Linked DNA regions of Gossypium hirsutum: region 1 is linked to region 2. Evidence: chromatin contacts called from public Hi-C data. All regions are on one chromosome and are shown on one strand. Each heading gives the region's core, a stretch centred on a gene start, on an enhancer-like site or on the middle of the called end of the contact. The rest is flanking DNA. Distances are from core to core; before and after follow the strand shown. Region 1 holds the start of LOC107922665 (protein ACCUMULATION AND REPLICATION OF CHLOROPLASTS 3). Region 2 holds the start of LOC107920960 (glutamate decarboxylase).

The links. A called contact is a pair of places that touch in the nucleus more often than the background predicts.
Region 1: a contact with region 2 is called in a Hi-C map of leaf, with 2.6 times the contacts expected there. The contact joins the promoter of LOC107922665 here to the promoter of LOC107920960 in region 2. A contact is called at or near these places in 6 of 34 Hi-C or Micro-C datasets (leaf, petal and seedling).

What each region holds. Positions count from the first base shown.
Region 1 is chrD01:43,151,552-43,155,093 of Gossypium_hirsutum_v2.1, forward strand. LOC107922665 (protein ACCUMULATION AND REPLICATION OF CHLOROPLASTS 3) reads right to left here and starts at 1,809. Exons shown (of 16, transcript XM_041086263.1): 1 at 1,380-1,809; 2 at 604-662. The coding sequence starts at 1,711.
Region 2 is chrD01:42,757,566-42,761,029 of Gossypium_hirsutum_v2.1, forward strand. LOC107920960 (glutamate decarboxylase) reads right to left here and starts at 1,648. Exons shown (of 6, transcript XM_016850792.2): 1 at 659-1,648; 2 at 379-583; 3 at 1-293. The coding sequence starts at 744.

The DNA of each region.
Region 1 (3,542 bases), core at 559-3,058, 390 kb after region 2:
CCTGCCAAAATATTATGCAAAGTCCATTGGTTAAATATCTTCAATTTAAAAAAAAAAAAGGCTAAAAAATTGTATATGAATTTTACATACAAAAAACAGTGAGCTAATATAATGATTATTGCTTTTATTTACCGTTTGGAATTTAGGTTCTCCAGACTTATAGTGATTGAGAAAGTTATTAAAACTTTTTAATCATAATTCACATCAGCTGTTACTTTCATGCCTATTTCACATTCATAGTGATCAGTTACAAGGAAAAGAAACCAGGCACAAAAATTATCAAGCTATACTCAACTTCAGTCAATCACAAAATAATAGATATATAAATAACCAACAAAATTTTGGATTCTTCATATGCAACAAACCGAAATATTTCACCACTGTTACACAAATTACCTTCATTCCAAATATCATAAAGGATTTAAATTAAATTTGTAAGTAAAAGCAAGAATCTTCACAAAAACAGTCAACCATAAGACATGATTTTCGAGGTAAAATAACTACGATGGAATCTTACAGTCTAGATATAATTTCAAATTTGGATTTGATATTTGGTTGATGTAGCATGATATACTAACTAAAGAGTTAAAGATAGGATAAAACCTTTTCCTAGGAACCTTTGTTGTAACTGCACATTTGATGAGTCTTTCATGAGAACATTCCTGGAAAGAAAAAGAAAGATACAGGAGAGAATCTCAAATATATTATCATTGAAAAAGATGTGATGCCAAAAGCTAGAAACCAATACTAGATCTTGAACCAAAGCTTTTGCTATAACATTATGACAAGATTGCTTGAAAGTAGTGAATTTGAAGAGAATATATCCATTCATAACAACAACCTGTCAGAATTTATAAAGCAACAAGATTAGAGAAATCTGAAGCAATTTTAGCACTTCACAGCACGGGAAAATGTTTTGAGCTTATATCTCAAACCTCTCAGCAGTTGTACTTTGAGCTCCAAGGAATGCAGGCATCTTACACTAATTAAAAAAATATTCAGTGCCAAAGATTTGCCCCAAGATAAGAGTCATTATTGCAATCCAGATTTTTGAAGGTTTTCTTAGTAATGTTAAGACACAACCATAGGAAAATCGTCTCCACTAGCCTATGCCACAAATAAAGTATGATAACCTCAGTAGAAAAAGGCAGCCTGGTAGTTGATTTGTGTTGATATATGCAATCTTAACCAAAGGCAGCAAATAATATGCTCATGTATAGAAAAACAGCAGTTTAACAAGATCAACATGACAACAAGATACTTCCTGTTGGCTTCATTTCCATTATACCGTCAACCATTTACCAAAAGCATGCCTAATTCAAATTAAAACCTTTAAAAACCAAAACAAAAAAATTAAAATCAAATTAAAGGGAAATTACCAAAATCTCAAAGAAGACGACTGGAAAGGCGAGTCCAAGCAAAATTCAAGTAGAGCATCTTTCCTACTACCAATGGCAATCACTTCGAGCACCCCACTGTTCCGCTCCATGTTTTGGCCGTACCCATTTAAAGAGCTAGACTGTTTCTCCATACTCATCGAAATTTTAACAACAGACGTCGGGTTATAACACAATCTTTTACAACACAAACTTTTGGGACCAAAGAAAGAATTGAAGAAAACAGACTTTGAAGAGAAACGGGTCAATAAGGAAATGCGAGAAACTACATGAGAACCCGTGAGAACTGGAAACTCCATTGAAGAAGCAGGCATTTTCCTTTTCTTTTGGTTGCAAAATTTTGTCAGCAGGGAATGCTTCTGCAGAGTGATTTAAAGAAATATTTTTTTGTACGAACTGATTTCAATCCGGAATTCCGGATAATAATGTAATGCAAATGGCAAATAAAAATAAAACAAGTAAAATTTTCAGGGATGCAATTAAAGCCCAACTAGTTTTCTTTTTCTTAATTTAAGGCCCAATTATGAAGGCAAATAAAATAAAGTTTTTATTGTTACACCATAATGCGGAATCTACCTATCAACTTATTTTTATTTTTATTTTTTAGTTAAATTTATCAAAAACTGCCCTCAACTTTTCAGGAGGAGTTTAATTTTTTTTTAACGAAAATATTGATAAAAATATTAAATTTTTAAATATGATAATTCATATATTTCATTCTAATTTTTTTATTTTATTATTATTTGACAAATAATATTATGTCAACATAAAATACACGTGAACCATCATGCTGGTTGTCATGTCAACATTATTAAAAAAAATTGATGTTTTAGTCAACATTTTTATTAAAAAATGATTTGATTCTTTTTTAAAGGTTAATGACCAAATTTAGGCTTTTTTTATTTACATTTTATTATATTAAATTCGAAAATGGGCTGGATGGGGATTATTTACAAGAATGGTATGAATTGGTTGGTAGAAGGTGGTGAATAGATGGCATCACCCTCAAATTTTGACAGACATTTAAAAAAATTTATATTTTAATAGGTCATGGCTTGTTGATAGGCGACACCAAAGAAATATGGGTCGAATACGACCCGTATACGACCCAAACCCAACCCAACCCTGTGGCAACTGAAGGTGAAGGGCACCTAACAAGCGGCACCAAGCTAGTGAAGCCCACCTGACAGGCGGCACCAGTCTCTTCTGCAGCGATGGGATGGGACCATCACTGATCTCGTGACTTATGTTTTGGGGACATTATAATGGTCCATAATCCCATTTTTTGATCTGAAAGAAAAAAAACAGTTTAGAATAAGAGAAGAAGAAGAAGAGAACGGGAAGGGAAGGGAAGGAAGGGAAGGGAAGGAAGGGAAAAAAGAAAAAAAAAGACAAGTAGAATAGGTAAGAGAGGAGAAGGAGAAGGAAAAAGGGATTGAATTTGGGGTTGTGTTTAGAGTTTGAAAAAAAAATTAAGGGGTTGTATTTAGGGGTTATAAGGGTTTAATGTTTAAAAAAATCATAAAAGGTATTTTTTAATTTAGTGGGTTTTTTTTTATAAATGTTAATTTTTTTTGTTGTTTTTTTATTTATTTTGGATTTTAATTTTTTTATTTTTGTAAGGATTATTTCGGTAAAAAAGGAAAAAAATTTATAGATTTTATTTTGGTAAGGTATTTTCTATTTTCTATTTTCATTCTTAAGTTTTTTTTATGTTTTTTATTACATTTAAATAACAATATTCGTATTTATGTAAAATCCTCTATGTTTTATTTTTTTATGTAATTTATTTGTCATGTGTGTTTTAGATTTGTTTGGGTTTTTGTCTGGTATTTTTGGACTTATGTCTGTCTTTAAGTTTTTTGTTTTGCATTGATGATAAGCAAAAGCCCAATCTGTTTATTTCAATAATAATAATAATAACAACAACATTCGCATTTATTAGATTTATTATGTTGAGATAGTTTATGTTATGTTTCTGTTATATTTTTTTATTGGCATTTTTTTAGGTTTACTATTAGATGCACATAACAATATATAGTCTAATTAAGTTTATTTTGTTTTTGATCATTTTTATTATTTTAACATAATTTTTTTGTTTTTTATGTAGGTAAAAGATGGGACCATTTAGTTGAAATTTATGAG
Region 2 (3,464 bases), core at 398-2,897:
GCTTTGGCAGGGTCCATTACATAGTAACCTTCCCTTAGCTTCACTTCCTTCAACTCCACTTCAAAGTACCTGGCGAATTTCTCCCAGCACACTTGAACATTGGCTCCGGTTACGATGTTGGGCTTGTCATATGGTTTGCCTTCAGCTTTACGCTTGTTTTGCCACTTCCTCTTGAAGGCAAGGCCAGCCAACATGATTGCCTCGGATGAACCAACGGTTCCCACTCCAACGGCAGTCTCCGAGTCCCCAAGTGGTGCATTGAACAAATGTGCTATCATGTTCACACACCGATTCTGCATCAAAAATAGGAAAATGACACCATTAGGAGGCAAAAACCATTGAAGCTTTTGACTTTTTCATTGAATTACGAATAAAAACCTGAAGCTCGGTGGTGACAGGGTACTCATCCATGTCGACATAGTTCTTGTTAATGGCATCCATAATAAGCTTATTACATTCAGGCTCCATCCAGGTAGTGACAAAAGAGGCAAGGTTCAACCTCGGGTTCCCATCAAGCATCAGTTCATCGTTGATGATCTGATATGCAGCGTCTTTTGGTATTGAGTTCTCTGGCATCCTGAACCTGCAATAATTTTCTAATTACCCACTATTTTCACCATATAAATGATGCTATGAACCCAGGGAGCTGGAGATTTACCTAGGAAGTTGGTCTCGGACATAACGAGAGGCAAAAGTGGAGTGAACTGAGACATCAGATTGAGAAGCTGTCTTGGATAGCACCATGGTTGATGTGTCAAGAAACACGAAAAAAACTGTAAAATTTGAATGAAATGAAAGATCTGTATAAAGCTAAAAACCGCTGTTGCTGGGTGAAGGAAGCATTGAGAGGCAAATGGGTATTTATAGGGATGTGATTGGAAGACTTTGTTCAAGTTGACCACTTCCATTAGAAAATGACTTGCGCAAATACCAAATTTGACCTTGTTCGCCTTGCAAATGAATACTCAAAAAGGGGAGCAAATATAAAAAATGGAATTTTGGGGAAGAATAAAGAAAGATACACACATGGTAAGATATAATTAGAAGGAAGCCAATAGTCAAAGAAAGCCATCGCAGCCCTGGTTTTGATAATTCAGATCATTGGCTAACCACTAACCAGCCAGCTCACCCACTGAAACATCAAAATGGGTTTCCAGCCTGCCGCTCTTTTCAATAATTCCTTTTCCTTGTTTCCCACGAATTTTCAACTTTCGTGCCATGGCGCAAACCACCTTCGCCCCTCAAGCCGCTTCAAAGCGTCGTTTGGGTGATTTATTGATTCTTTCCATATTTCGCTTAATGAAAATTGTTTAGTTTTAAGCACTTAGTTTGGTTAATATACTAAAAACCGAGTTTAGATACTTCGACAAAGAACATACTTTTCAAAGCCTTTTGTATTTTTATTCATAACAAGTCTAGAAAACCTTTGAAATCAAATTTCATGCTAATGTGGGGTAACAATTTTATTGGTTGTAAAAAGATGTAATCAAAATTTTTAACAATGGTTTAATATCGGAAGAACAATGTTTGTAAATTGGGTATTTTAGGTTTCTCCAAATTAGAGTACTTTGAATGAAAGTTAGAAGAAAAGCATAAAGCCTTAGTAAGCCTTCATTTTATTTAAACAATAATAAATCATTCTTAATTCGGACTTGAGTCAGCAATACGATGAATTAATATATAGTAGTAATTGGATGTTAGGCCTAAGATTAACCAAAATCAAAAAATACCTGACAATGCCAAACAGGGCCTAGTTGTTATGTGGTATGAGTGGATGAGGAGCAAGTCAATGTCAAAATATGGCCTCTTTGAATATTCCCCAATAACCTTACAACTTTATTAATAACCATTCATTTCTTTTCTCAATCTGAAAATAAGTCAACATTAGGCTTCCTAACTCAATATTAAACCAACAAGTTGATTTTACCCATTATTTCTCTTTTTTATATAAATAAATATCAGAATTAACATCAATTTTTCTAACAAACTTTGTGGCTATTCCAATATTTTAGGAATAATAAATAATTATCTAGTGTGATTAATTAAAATAAGCCCTTTCCTTAAATTTTATAAATTAATAAAAAAAACTACATTAACATCAATTGTTTGATTAGTTTGGATATATGATATTAAAATATTTTTAAAAAATTGAATATAATAGATAATCATTCAATTATAAAAAAATTTCATCTTAGACACTTAAAATAAAAAAAATTGTAATTTAAACACCCACATTACATAGTTCAGTTATTTTGATCACTCCCGTTAAAAGCACAAACAACAAACTGATGTGGCAATTAAAAAAATTGGTATAATAATAAATTTAGCCCTCAATTTTATATATTAATCATAATTTTAAAAAATTAACTCTCAAAAATTACATATATTCTCAATTTGATACTAATTCTAAAAAATTCAAACAAATATATAAAAATACATAAAATGTTTTCAAAAATATAACAAATTTAAATTGTGCATTAATATTAATATTAAATAAAAATCATTATATTAATATTTAGAAAAAAAAAAAAAAAACTCCCCTCCCCTCCCCCACCCTCCTTCTCCCCCTCCTTCACCGGACCTACCCCACCATTGAAGCAAATGGCTGTCGACAGTGAACAGATGATGCTCTTGAATTTTGCTTGCAGAAATCTATAACGGAACTCAGAAAACTATTACAACCCGCCCACATTCAGGGAGTAGCAATATTTTCCTTGGCAAGTTGAGCAATCTCATCTCCTTCAATGCCCGGTTCGGTGGGGAATGGGCAGAGGGATGGGGTGGGAATTTTTATTTATTTATTTAATGTTAATATTAATATAAAATTTAAATTTATTACTATAAATTTTAAAAATTTTATGTATTTTTATATATTTTTAAATTTATTAATATATTTTTTAAAAATATTTATATACTTATTAATTTTTTTTAGAATTGAGATCAAATTAGAAATATTTATAAATTTTGAGGGTTAATTTTTTAAAATTATGAGTAAACTGATATATATGTAAAAGTTGAGAGTTAAATTTGTCTTAATACCAATTAATTTAACTACCACATTAGCTTATCATTTGTAATTTTAATGAGAGTGATCAAAATGACGAACTATGTAACCTAGGTACTTAAATTGCAAACTTTTTGTTTTGGCTCCTAAAATAAAAAAAAATTGTATAGTTAAATGATTATTTGTGTAGTTTACTCTTATAAAAAATTCAAAAATATTATTGCAATATGGAATAGATAAAATGTTTATAATTTAAATATGCAAAGCATAAATTGATAAATTTGGTTGATTTATTTAATTTAATTAAAATAAATATGAAAATGGATTAAAAGTGAATGTATATTAAGTAATTAAATTTGATTTATTTAATTAAAATAAATGTAAAAAAATTATAAAGATATTAGATATCTATCAATTCTTTTTTTTCTTCGATCTTGTCTGATTCAAATTTCAATTAAAT